Regions from separate parts of the Ovis aries genome. Here region 2 is linked to region 1. The links are chromatin contacts, called in public Hi-C maps. All regions are on one chromosome and are shown on one strand. The core of a region is the stretch at or near the end of the contact, and the rest is flanking DNA. Distances in the headings are between cores, read along the strand shown.

The links. Hi-C and Micro-C count contacts between places; a contact is called where the count stands out from the background.
Region 2: a Hi-C map of liver shows a contact between it and region 1, with 4 times the contacts expected there. The contact joins two enhancer-like sites. A contact is called at or near these places in 2 of 16 Hi-C or Micro-C datasets (liver and mixed tissues).

Annotation. Positions count from the first base shown.
Region 1 is chr24:16,164,279-16,171,024 of ARS-UI_Ramb_v3.0, reverse strand. All of the region lies in intron 2 of XYLT1 (xylosyltransferase 1), which reads right to left. LOC132658544 (a long non-coding RNA gene) reads left to right here. Exons shown (of 2, transcript XR_009598344.1): 2 at 1-6,746. Among named protein-coding and RNA genes, the nearest start is that of XYLT1, 140 kb to the right of the region's middle. Within about 2 kb of position 3,059, at least 6 of the 54 cell types and tissues checked have an H3K27ac peak or open chromatin away from gene starts, as enhancers often do. A contact at or near this core is called in liver, where this site is marked.
Region 2 is chr24:16,276,662-16,283,407 of ARS-UI_Ramb_v3.0, reverse strand. The region is part of intron 3 of XYLT1 (xylosyltransferase 1); the gene reads right to left. It overlaps LOC132658545 (a long non-coding RNA gene), which reads left to right. Exons shown (of 2, transcript XR_009598345.1): 2 at 236-6,746. Among named protein-coding and RNA genes, the nearest start is that of TRNAC-GCA, 120 kb to the left of the region's middle. Within about 2 kb of position 2,592, at least 1 of the 54 cell types and tissues checked has an H3K27ac peak or open chromatin away from gene starts, as enhancers often do. A contact at or near this core is called in liver, where this site is marked.

The DNA.
Region 1 (6,746 bases), core at 1,810-4,309:
GGCGCTGCAGGGGCAATACTCAGGAGCATGAAAAAGCAAGGTGTGCTCAGGGAATGCCCTTCATCAGCTGGCTGGGGGGAGATGGGGGAGGCAGGGGGAGGCAAGGGGAGGGCAGAGAAGCAGAGGGGACCTGGAGGCCGCAGAAACCCTGCTTCCCCTCGGTCTGCAGGGTCTGCCGTGGGCCGAAGCATCCTCAGTGATCACCCGTGTCGCCACCAGCTCACCCAGCACTCGAGGTTCTAGCCACGCCCCAAGCCTGGTCCTGAGGCCTTACATGCCTTAACACATTTTTCTTTCTTTTTCAACTTTTAAAAGTAAATACTTATTTATTTTTAAAGAAACAAAGATCTATTTAGGGCTTCCCTGGTGACTCCATGGTAAAGAATCTGCCAGTCAAGTCAGGAGACACAGGTTTGATTCCTGATTTGGGAAGATCCCACATGCATGGAGCAACTAAGCTCGAGAGCCCAGCTGCTGGGCCTGTGAGCGAGACCCCAAGAGCCACCGCTGCTGGGCCTGGGATCTAGACCCCGAAAGCCACAATGACTGAAGCCCATGCGCCCCAGAGTCCATGTTCCATAAAAGCAGCCACCACACTGAGAAGCTCGTGCCCTGCAACTAGAGAGTAGTCCCTGCTCGCCACAACTAGAGGAAAGCCTGCACAGCAACAAAGACCCAGCACAGCCAAAAACAAATAAAAATTTAAAAAAGTTACAAACTCACAGAAAGTCACCAAGACATTCCAGGGAGGGCCGTGTTCCTTGGCCCAGCATCCCCCAAAGTGACATCATATGTAACCGCAGCGCTGTGTCAGAGTCTGTGTCAGAGTCTGACAATGAACATCAGCCTAGTACTGCTAACCAGACCACAGACCTTAGTTAGGTTTCAAATTTTCCTTGCACTAATTTGTGTGTGTGTGTGCGCGTGCGTGTGCGTGTTGTTTACTATTGATTCCTCACCACAAGCCTATCGGATCTCATTTTGCAGATGAGGAAACAGAGGTACAGAGAGCCTCAAACTTGCACGAGGAGGGCAGGACACAGAAATAAATTCCTGAAGTCTAAAGCTGACGCTCCTATTGCTTCTCTGGCAAGTTCTGGTATTTATGCAAGTTCTCACGGATCAGGGCTGTTCCCAGGGGTATTCATATCTGAGAAGGACTGCTGGGTGCCACATGGAGACTCCAGGCCTGTCCTAAGGGACCAGGTCTTTTGGGAAAGGGCCCACTGGCAGAAGTCGAGCAGAGAAGCTGAAGGAGAGGGCCGTGGCCACAGATGGCCTGCCCCGGCGGGTCTGAAGCGGTCCCGCTCTGGCTCAAACGTGTTCCTGTCTGCCAGTCTGCCCCCAGTACCTGGTCTGATGTTCGCAAGGCTGCCCTGGGCTGTCTGCCAGCATCAGGACCAGACAGAAATCTGCTGTTCCACATCTCAGCCCCTTCCCTGGCGCCTGGCAACCCCACAGAGGCCTGCTTGTGAGGGCAGGAAGCCGGAGCCTGGCCTGCCTGGCCAAAATCTTGGCCTCTGGCTGCTGGGGCTAGGGTGGGGGTGGGCAGGGGCGGGGAAAGGGGGCACACAGTGAGGCCTTACAGCACAGAACAAGGCCTCCCTCTCCAGCAGGGCCTCCAGACGCCGCCTCGCGGGCAGCCACCCACCAGACAAGGCTCCTCTTTGCCGCTACTTTTATGGCATGTGGGGCTCCTTGGAAGGGAACGTTCCTTGTGCTTATAACTCTGTAAGGATGATCTGTGTGTGCAGATAGGGACTACCCAGACCCACGGACGCTGCTTGATTTCTAGCCAGAGAGGTGGAGCTGTGGGTAAATTCTTTCCTTCTTCAACGTGGCACTCTGTTCATATTGCTATAATGCTGCTGGTATAGTTAGGTAAAAAAGGTTTCCTTTCATTAAGGGAAAAACAATTCAAACCATAGAGGGAAACATGTTTTAAAAAATCCGCTATGTTATTGGGAACAATTCTGCCTCCATGTGGAGCAACTATTGTCAGGGCTGCATCAGTAAGCTCGTCTCTTAACCTCTCTAAGCCTCAGTTCCCCCAACTGGAAAGTGAAAATTAGGCTGGAAGGATCCACCCCAGATGGCTAACCCACAGAGCTCTGTATGGGAAAGGGTGAGATTGAAGCGTTAAGCGGGGGTCTCTTACTTCTATTCTGTCCAGAGATTCCAAACGCAGCCCCAGCAGGGCGAGTCACTGAGTCACGGTCGTTGCTCCGGGAGTGCTGGACAGGGCTTCTCCAGCCCAGAGAAGATGAAAACCCAATTGTCTAAAAATGTTCTACAGGCCAGAGCAAACTGGTTCATTTACTACTTGCTAGTTTTGACTTCTAAGCAGACTTTGTCCAGGAGTCATTTCAGGAGCTCTCTGTAGTCCTTGGATCAGGAGACAGAAAGCTCTGTAGCGACAGGCCCCGAGGTAATGAACCATGGTCCTCGAGTGTCCACCAGCTCCCCACTCCCTGGCAAGGAGCCTGATGGGGCTCTGACTGAGCCTCCCACCCATCGCCCACACACCAGCACCTTCGGGGCTGCAGAGGACGGAGTGTGCAGTCAGCCCACCCTAGTTGCACACTGGCTGAGTCAAAGTCACTTTTAAAGCCCCCCAGAAACTACTAGACTCTACATCCCAGAAAATGCGTTGCAGGTTTCCCTCAGAGCATCAGAGGTTCCTCTCTCAACACCACCCCCAATCCCCACCACTATGAACTATTTCTCCACAAATGGCATTAATGTGTCTGCTCTTACTTTAGGTTAGAGGAGACAGACACACAAATTAGTTTAGAGCAGCATGTGAAACCAAACTGCACTTTATACCTGCCCCCACCTATCCCATAAAAGGTAAGCCTGCCACGAAAGACAAAAAAAGCCAGAAAACCGCTGACCTAGAGCTAGAGGATCAATACCTACTGTGAAGGAGGGGAAGCTTTATCAACCAAAGCTAACAGAATGGCTACAATTGATAAGAGACAAGGCTCTGTGCTTCCTGGTGGCCTAAGCAAAAAGGGATGCCTTCTGTCATAATGACTCACAATCCAATACCTAGAAGCTCAGTCAAAGAAACAAGAAAAACTCAGTCCTGGGGTGATGTGCCTGAAAGGGTCAGGGAGAGAGGAGGCAGTGGGTGATCAAGTCCAGAGGTCAGTGGGAGCTTTGCCAAGGCCGGGCCTTTGGCTCACACTTCAAGTGGCATGAGAGCCAGTGGAAGGCTGAGTGCAGAGACATGACCTCATCCAACTCGTGATTTAAAAGAACAGCTCTCCGGAAGTTGAGCTGAGAATATCTGCTGAGGGGTGGCAGTCAGAGAAGGGGAGGGAGGAGAAGCAAGCAGATGCGGAGGCTAAAGCAAAGTGCCAGGCCAGAGATGGTGCACAGCCTTAGAATGAAACCAGAGTGCTACCTACCAGGCTTGGCAAACTCTGAACTCATCCCTCCATTCAGTCCCAGCTCAGGCCTCTTTCCTTCCACCTTTTCCCTTCAGCTACGTTGATCTCCATCCATTTCTTGCCCTGTGTGCCCTGTGTGTCTGTCACTCTGGGCATCTGCACCCCCTCGTCCTTTAAGCGTTCTCTTCTTTCCCCGTATCCAGTCACAGTGGGTCACTGCTGCAGTGTTGGTCCATGGTTCAGTGGGTTGATTTTGGCCCATCTCTCCACCATCTTGGTCATCTCATGAAGACCAAGACATGCCTTCCACTGCATGTCCTCCAGCACCACAGCCCAGGACCGGACACATAACAGGCGCTTAATAAATTCTGAACCCTCTGAGGCAGACACAGAACGATTCCTAGGTTAGGAGATGGAAGCTCACAAGGCCACCAACCTGTTGGGTGGATCCCTAGTCTGCCTCTGAGGCCTGTGCCCTTGACCTTTATATCCAATTGCTCTAAACTCAAATCAGAATATCTAGCCTGGATCTTTCTTTGCAAGATTCTTTTTTTTTTTTAATTTTAAACTTTTTATTTTGTATTGGGGCATATCTGATTAAAAATATTGTGACAGTTTCAGGTGAACAGTGAAGGGGGACTCAGCCACACATATACATGGATCCCTTCTCCCTGAAGCTCCCATCCAGGCTTCCACTAACATTGAGGAGAGTTCCATGTACTCTACAGTCCTTGCTGGCTATTCATTTTAATTTTTTTTAACATCAAAAACATCTTATATTGGGGTATGGCTGATTAACAATGTCGTGGTAGTTTCAGGTGAAGAGCGAAGGGACTCAACCAAACTTATGCATGAGGTTATTCATTCTAAACACAGCAGATTACTCTGCAAGATTCTTACCACTGAATTAAATCAAGATCTCTGGGCTTTGATATGGGGCCAACAAGAATGTGATGACAACCTGCAAAACTCAGAGAAGAGGGTTAGGAAGCTGCACCCAGACGCTATGGGATCCGCTGACTTCCCACCTCCATCAGCTCCTGCCCATCTCACTCAGCCCCAGCAGAGTGCGAGAGCAAAGCGGGATTAAGCAGGATCCCACCTGGCTGGCTGGCCTTCCTGCCGCCATCTTCTTCCATGACTCACAACACAAACTGTCCTCCCTTCAGTATACAGCCTTTATCTGATCAATTTTCTAGGTTGTAGCAACCAACAGCGGAATCCACAGGAAATTAAGCATGTTGACTCCATCTTTGGATACCACATGGAGAAGAGATATTTACACATGTCTTCTGGGCCTGGGGGACTGGAGGATTTTGGCAGCCAGTATTTACTGAGTTTTGAATGACAGTTGAGGGTTGGGGGAGGGAGCACAGTTATCTTGCTTCCCAACTCCATGCAGATTTCTGAGTTAGGGGGCCCCTTCTCCTGAGGCTCTCTTTTACCTCTACTTGGCTGACTTAGAGAGTGGAGGGATTTGGGATTAAAGCTAATCTTTCACAGAACCTGGTATCCGAAAGAACTGACTTTTAAGCTCCAGCCAGATTTAAGGGGCCTCTCGTCATCGGCAGCAATGAATTGTGATGGGAATCCATTTCTAGGTGCTTGCCTCGTGCCATCTCTTCGTGGTTCCTTGAGCTGTAACTTCTCCTCAGGTCATTTATGAGGGGAGAAAAAAGGCAACCTTTGAGATTCATGGCAGACATACCAGAGGTCTGGGGAATGAATGTCCAAATACAAAGTAACCATAAATACATAATAACACCAACAGCTAACATTTGAGGGACTAGCACACCGTGCCAGGCACTGTACAGATATTTACATGCAGTGTCCCATGACCCTCACGTATTCTTTTGCAATTGAAATAAAATTCAGGGACTTTCCTAACAGCCCAGTCGTTAAGACTTCACGCTTTCAATGCAGGGTGATGCAGGTTTGATTTCTGGTTGGAGAAATGAGACCCCACACACCATCAAAAGTTAAGATGTGGGGGAAAAAAAAAAACCAATAAACTATGACATGATGCATCGTCACATAGGATCTTTTAAAATAAATAAATAAAATAATAAAAACCCAAGCTCCTTCTCATGGCCTGTGAGACGCTATGGGATCCACTGACTGCCCCCCTCCATCATCTCCTTCCTCCTCCCCTCATTCATCACCATGTTTCAAGCACCAAGCCAGGCTCATTCCCGCCTCAGGACATTTACACACAGACTCCTCTGCCTGGAGTTCTCCCCTGCAGCTCTGAATGTCTGTCTGACTGACTCTCATCATTCAAAGTTGGGCTCCAAGACCACTTACCCCAACACAAACCCTGAGTCCATCTCATCACCCTGTTTAATTTTTCTATAGCAGCTTTCCATGTCCTTGAAGCTTCTTATTTATGTATTTCTTTAGGTGTTCATAGTCTGTTTCTGCTTACTGAGCTCCATGAGGTCAGGGACCTTGGACTCCTCAGTGTCTGGAGTAATACTGGCACACAGTAGGTCCTGCATAAATACTCGAAGAAGAAATAAGAGGGAAACTGGAACTGGGGTTTGCCTGACATCAGTCCAAAACCTGGGTTCGTAACCACTAATCCACACTGCCTCAGCACAGGACATCCCTAATGTACAGGGTCAGGTGACCTGGCCTGCTTCTCTCACTAGCTAAAGGTCTGTTTCCTGCATGCTAGTTGGAGCCTCAGCAAAATCCAATGTTAGGCATCAATGATGCAGATTCCCAACAGCAACTGTAGCTCAGAACCTGGCCCTTGAATTCAACAACTGATGCTGCCAATGTATATAATGAACACCCAGGTGTCACAGACAACACAGAGACAAGTCAGAAAAACACTGGGGAGGAAAGCACGGCTGGCTGTCAAGTAGGCTGGGCTAAAAGCTGCCTCCACTTTCTAGGCCTTGGTTTTCACATCTATAAAATGGGGACAATGACTGTCCATCTATTGTAAAGGGCCTACTTTCAATACCATGTCCAGAAATACATGGAAAATATCTGTTACAGAGCCTGGCACTTCAGAAGCAGCTAATAAGTGGTCATGAAAGAGGTATAAAATGCCTGCCCTATTCAAGTCAACTGGGAACCTGCAGGAGTCCCTCTCTGCCTCTTAGATCCTAGAAGAACAACAGGAAGAACGCTGTCTCCATTGCTTTTCCCAAACCCCATCTCAGAACACATGGGGTGACAGAGGGCAGAGCAGGAAACAGGAGCCATTCTGGGCCATGTCGCGTCCAGGTCACGGAGCTTGGGTTTGGAATCGGCTCTGACAGCAGCTCTGTGACCTTGGTGAAAGGAAGCAGCTCCACCCCCTTTCCTCAGTCATTGGCTGGGATAACGGCCGTGTCACTG
Region 2 (6,746 bases), core at 1,343-3,842, 110 kb before region 1:
CAAGTATTATAGTGTTACACATGCAGGTCCCTCGACCCAGTAATTTCACTCCTAAGAATCTATCCTGGGGGAAGAAGGCAAATATGCATGTCTCCATGTATATGGCAACCCACTCCAGTACTCTTGCCTGGAAAATCCCATGGACAGAGGATCCTGGTAGGTTACAGTCCATGGGGTCGCAAAGAGTCAGACATGACTGAGTGACTTCACGTTCTTTCTTTCTTTCCATGTATAGAGGGTTTCCCAGGTGGCGCTTGTGGTAACGAATCTGCCTGCTGATGCAGGAGACGCAGGAGACTCAGGTTCCATTCCTGGATTGGGAAACTCCTGGAGAAGGAAACAGCAATCCACTCCAGTACTCCTGCTTGGGGGCTACAGATCATGGGGTCACAAAGAGTCAAGCATGGCTGAGCACGCACACACGTCCGTGAATAGGGTGCTCTTTGTTCATCTAGTCAACTATCCAGCATCTCCTCTGGGCACCCTGGACACGACAGAGTCCTCTCCTGAATCCTGCTTAGGTGAGTGGAGTAGAAAGCCAATACAAAAGTAAGCAAATACACAGAGTGAAGTAAGTCAGAAAGAGAAAAACGAATATCATATAGTAACGCATATATGTGGGATCTAGAAAACGGTGCAGGTGAGCTAGCTGCAGCCTGGGAACAGAGACACAGACAGCATGGGCGTGTGGACACGGCAGGGAGAAGGAAGGTGGGATGAACCGAGAGGGTGGCACTGGCGTTTATACACCAGCACGGGTGAGACAGACAGCCAGCGGGAACGCACAGCACAGCACGGGGAGCCCAGCTCTGTGCTGCCCCGGATGGTGGATGGGGGAGATGCAGGAGGGAGGGGATATATGTATGCTTATAGCTGGTTTACTTTATTGTACAGCAGGAGCCAATACAACATTGTAAAGCAACTACGTGAGTGTGTGCTAAGGCACTTAAGCCATGGCCTACTCTGTGCAATCTACGGACTGCAGCCCGCCAGGCTCCTCTGTCCAGGGGATTCTCTAGACAAGAATACTGGAGTGGGTTGCCTTGCCCTCCTCCAGGGGTTCTTCCCAACCCAGGGATGGAACCTGCATTTCTTATATCTCCTGCATGAGCAAGTGGGTTCTTTATCACTAGTACCACCCAGGAAACCTGTAAAGCAATGATACCCTAATTTTTAAAAAAGCAAGTAAACAGAGAATACAATTGCAAACATAGTGATATAGACTATGAAGAAAAAAATTTAAGCATGTTAAAGGGGGGCAGATTATTTGACTATGGTGGCCAAACGTAGGCTGATGTGAAGTGGATACACTTGAACAAGCTCAGAGTGAACTGAGGGGGTGAGTCATTTAATTATCACGGATGGAGGAGGATTCTGGGCAGCTGTCATAGCAAGTGCAAAGGTCCTGAGGCCTCCATCTCCATGGTGTTTATAATAGTCCCAAATAGGAATCGACCCAAAGGTCATACTTGTTGATACAGAACATTATCTATAACATATTAAGCAAAGCAGAAGTCCTTCAATGCAATCCATAACAATTAAAAGACCTGCCCCCAAACATTAACAGAAGATCCATGGTGGCATGACAGTTTTCATTTCTTCCTTATACTTTTCCATGTTAACTACATTTTGTAAGACGGATAACTTTTATCAGCCAACCTAACAATAAAGGCGATGCTTGCTGCTGCTGCTGCTGCTAAGTCACTTCAGTTGTGTCTGACTCTGTGCGACCCCACAGATGGCAGCCCGCCAGGCTCCCCTGTTCCTCGGATTCTCCAGGCAAGAACACTGGAGTGGGTTGCCATTTCCTTCTCCAATTCATGAACGTGAAGTCACTCAGTCATGTCTGACTCTTCGCAACCCCATGGACTGCAGCCTACCAGGCTCCTCCACCCATGGGATTTTCCAGGCAAGAGTACTGGAGTGGGTTGCCATTGCCTTCTCCTAAAAGGCGATGCTTACTGATACTTCTAATACTTCTACTGTTTACTGAACATGCCAGCTATGTATTAAGCCATTTCTGTGCACGATTTTTTTTTTACTTCCATCCAAACTTCTATGAGAAAAGGGTTATTATCTTCCTCTGATATGGCGAAGGAAGCTGAAGTTCAGAGACGTCCCGGTTAGGAGTTCGTTGAGCTGGAAATGGAGCTGGTCTGTTTTACGCAAGCCCTATTATTGCCACTATGCTCCATCAAATTGTCCTCATTTCCAAAAGATGAAAATCTCTTCCTAGAAGCCTATCAGTTGGCTTTTTTTCAGCTGCAGGACAGATAACAATGACATGTGGTCAGAGCTATGTGTGTCTTTACAGACTGAGATCCAAACGTTGCCCGGTTCCTAAAAAAAGCTATGAATTTAACAGTGTAATCAGATTCCTGTGGCATAAAACAGAAAATAAGTGGAAGAATCAGAGTGATTAGAGGCAGCAGGAGAAGCTGACTTCAGACAAATGTTAAAAAGCCACAGTTGTGGGCAGGCATATAAAGTATATTTTTGCCATGCAGGTGGGAAGGCCAAGGACAAGTGCTCACGGAGGGCTCTGCCCAGCAACTAGCTGTGCCAGCTTCAGCCTATTACCCAATTTATTGCCATGGGTCAAATAAGGGCTATGCAACCCTTGGGCTCTAAAGAGCTGCTGAAGACGAAGGTACTCTGCAAGGACCAATGCGCTGTGCAAATGTCGACATGTTGGCAATGACTATGCTTGTGGTTCCCTTTAGGGATACGATCTGGGAGGAGACAGTGAGCTACAGTGGTTAAGAGCATAGCCTCTGGTCAGGCAGATCTGTGTGACTTTGGAGCAGTTAAACCACCTCTCCAGGCCTCAGTTCTCTCATCTGTAAAATGGGTACATTATCATCACAGAGTCTGTCTCACGTGGATGTCTGTGTCCGTTAGAATAGCTATCAACACTGCCAGCATTACTGCCACCATTTCGATTTGGCTATTCAGGATCAAGTTTGTTGTAACCACTGGGCTCAGCTCCAGCACTCTACCTCAAGGCCACGTGGCCTCTCGGGGCTGTGTATACCTGGGAGCTCACTGCTGCAAATAAACACCCACACCCAGAGTCTCCCTCTGCGGCATCTGCCTCTGATCACAACTAATAACAAATGCAAAACGAAGGAGCCTCTTGACTGGAATAGTTATTCCACCAACAAAGCCCGCAATTCTATTTATGCTCTGAAGGGGCCTCTTTGAGCTGTTGCAAGGGGAGCTTTCTGACTTGGTTCCAAATTATAGGGGTGGCTGGATCTTGGGGAGAAGTGGAGATAAGACTGTGTTACAAATAGGATTGGGGTCAGGGGCGCACCCAGGCCCGTGCCCTAGGCTTGGGGCGGGCTCCACGGCTCAGAACCACTGCCAGCTCGGCCTCTTCAGAGCAAGGACTATGAAAAGACACCTCTCTGATCGTCAGTTCTTTCTCTACAAAGCGGGTTAGTCACAGGTAGCTCTATTTTTAATTTTTTGAGGAGCCTCCACACTGCTTTCCATTGTGGCTACACCATTTTGCACTCCCACCAGGCTGAATGTTGAGGACACGCACTGAGCTGAATAAACCGGTCCCAGAAAGACAAATCCAGCGTGATTCCACTCTTATGAGTGACCTCACGTGTCTAACTCATAGGATCAAAGAGGGGAAATGTGGTGGCCAGGGGCTGAGGGTTCGGGGAGTAGGGAATTACCACCCATGGGCACAGAGTTCCAGATGAACCCAATGAACGGGTGCTAGAGATCTGAGCACAATGCTGCACCTATAGCCAACAATACTGGATTGTGTGCCTAAACTGTGTTAAGAGGGTAGATCTCACGTTAAGTGTTCTAACCAAAACACGACACATTTCTTAAAAACAGAGAGGATGCCCAATCTGCCCCTGACCCCACTGGGTGGTGCTCGTGGGCGGGGCACGTTGGCACACCAGGCTGCTGCGCTGAGCAGGAGTCAGGGCTTCGGAGGAGAAAGCCTGGCAGGTTCTAGGTGCTTCCTCAGACTTGGGCCAAGGGCTTTTTTTTTCTCACTGGGAAGTTTCAATGCTGAGTTCTGGTGATTAGAACTTGAGAGAAGCCCTCTGCTCTCAAGGGATTTCGAAAAGGCCACAGGGCCACGTGTCTGGATCCAAATCTTGCTACTGCTGTGAACCAGCCATGGAGCCGTGAGCCAGTCATTTCCCTTCCTTGGTCCCCAAGACTCTTCCAGAACAATAATGACGTCTGAGGCATACTGAGCCCTAAGCACTATGCACACAGGATCTCATTACTTAATTTCCCTGAGGTCTAGGAGGCAGATACCATGATTATTACCCCCATCTCACCATGGGGGGTGGTTCTGAGGCTGCAAGGCACTGAATAACTGATGACAAGTTACCCTCTCTGCAGAGGGCTGCATCGGCGACAAACCCATGCTTTATTCTAGCAGATGAGGAGGTAACATTTCAATAGTCTAGAACTTTAGCCTGACCACGGAATTAGCATCACTGGATACAAAACAAAGTGACAGACTTTACTTTCTTGGGCTCCAAAATCACTGCAGACAGCGGCCACAGCCATGAAATTAAAAGATGCTTGCTCTTTGGAAGCAAAGCTATGACAAACTTAGAGAGAGTATTAAAAAGCAGAGACGACACTTTGCCAACAAAGGTCTGTCTAGTCAAAACTATGGTTTTTCTGTTAGTAATGTATGGATGTGAGAGTTGGCTGAATGCTGAAGAACTGATGATTTCGAACTGTGGTGCTGGAGAAGACTCATGAGAGTCCCTTGGACATCAAGGAGATCAAACCAATCCTAAAGGCAATCAACCCTGAATATACATTGGAAGGACTGATGTTGAAGCTGAAGCTCTAGTACTTTGGCCACCTGAGGCGAACATGCAACTCACTGGAAAAGACCCTGGTGCTGGGAAAGATTGAGGGCAGGAGGAGAAGGGAGAGACAGAGGATGAGATGGTTGGATGGCATCACCATGTCCGTGACTCAATGGACATGAATTTGAGCAAACTCTGGGAGATAGTGAGGGACAGGAACGGTGAGGTCACAAAGAGTTGGACATGACTGAGTGACTGAACAACAACAACTCTCTTGAGACAGGGCTGGTTGTTGGTCCTTTCTCCCAATCTTCCTTCATTGTTCAGCTTTATCGAAGCATAATTGACATAGAAAATTTTAAGATATTTACAGTGTACACTGGGGTGATCTGATATACATATACATTGTGAAATGATTCCCCCATCCAGTTAATTAGCATATCATCACCTCATTTATTTAGAGGGTGGAAACATTTACATTCTACTCTCTGTGACTTTCCCTCGTACAATACAGTGTTATCAGCTTAGTCTCAGATCTTATTCATCTTATTGCTACAAGGGTGTATCCTTTGACAATCTGTTCTCTTCCCTCTACCCCCAGTCCCCGGTGACCACTTTCCTACTCTCTGTTTCCAAAAGTTTAACTTTCATGAAATGATTCCATGTATAAGTGGTATCATGCAATGTTTGTGCTAGTCTGGTTTGTTTCACTCAGCACAAGGTCCTCAAGTTCCAACCATGCTGTCCCAGTGGCAAGGTGTCCTTCTCTCTTGAGGCTGAATCATCTCCCCTGTATATACCACATCAAGTTGGCTTTCTTGATAGCTGGCAGTTCCCCATGAGCCAAAGCCAAGGTTTTATATCTCCTAGCCTCCTTTTCCTGGCACAGAGCTAAGCTCAGGGGAGAAGCCCTCTGTGAATGAATGATTTAGACTGATGGATTAAACTGGACAGCTCCATCCGTTCAGGGCCTGGGGGGAGCTGAAGTGGAAGACTCATGCTTGAGCTGTTGCCCATGAGGGTCTCCACTCAAGTGAACTGGCTGGGGGCTGGGCTCTACTTCTCCTGGCTCAGGAGCCCCAAGCCTCCCTGGGAGGAGCTGGGCAAGTGCCTGACCATCCCTCCAACATTGGGGCTGCCTGACCTGATGGGAAGTGAGGGAGGAGATACTGAGCAGGGACTGTAGAGTTGGGAAGCTGAAAGCACCAGTCCAAGGATAAAGCTGGCCAGGCCACGCCCTCTGGAGATCAGGAGAAGCCATCCCTGACCCGTCCCCCCATCCGGTCTTCACACCCCCTTCCACAGGCCCGCCAAGCACCCTGCATTTCTTCTTTTTATTAAAAAAAAAACATGGTAAAATACACATAACATAAAATTCACCATTTTAACCATTTTTGAGCATACAGTCCTAGTGTTGAGTACCTTTACATTACTGTACAACCAGCACCACCCCATTTTCCATCCCGTAACACTGAAACTCTACACCCATGAACACTAACTTCCCATTCCCCTCTGTTAGCCTCTAGTAGGGCTTCCCAGGTGCTGCAAGGGGTAAAAAACCTGTCTGCCAGTGCAGGAGGCATAAGAAATGTGGGTTCAGTCCCTGGGTTGGGAGGATCCCCTGGAGGAGGGCATGGCAACCCACTTCCATATTCATGCCTGGAGACGCCCATGGACAGAGCAGCCTGGCAGGTTACAGTCCATGGGGTCACAAAAGGTCAGACATGACCGGAGCGACTGTGCACAGCACGACCTCCAGTACCCACCATTCTACTTCCTGTCTCTATGAATCTGACACCTCCAGGTGCCTCATCTCAGGGGAATCTTATATTTGTTCTTTTTACAGTTGGCTTCTTTCATGGAGCAAAATGTTGTAGCATGCGGCAGAATTTCCTCCCTCTTTAAGGCTGAGTGATACTCCACTGTGTGTGTGTTCCACAT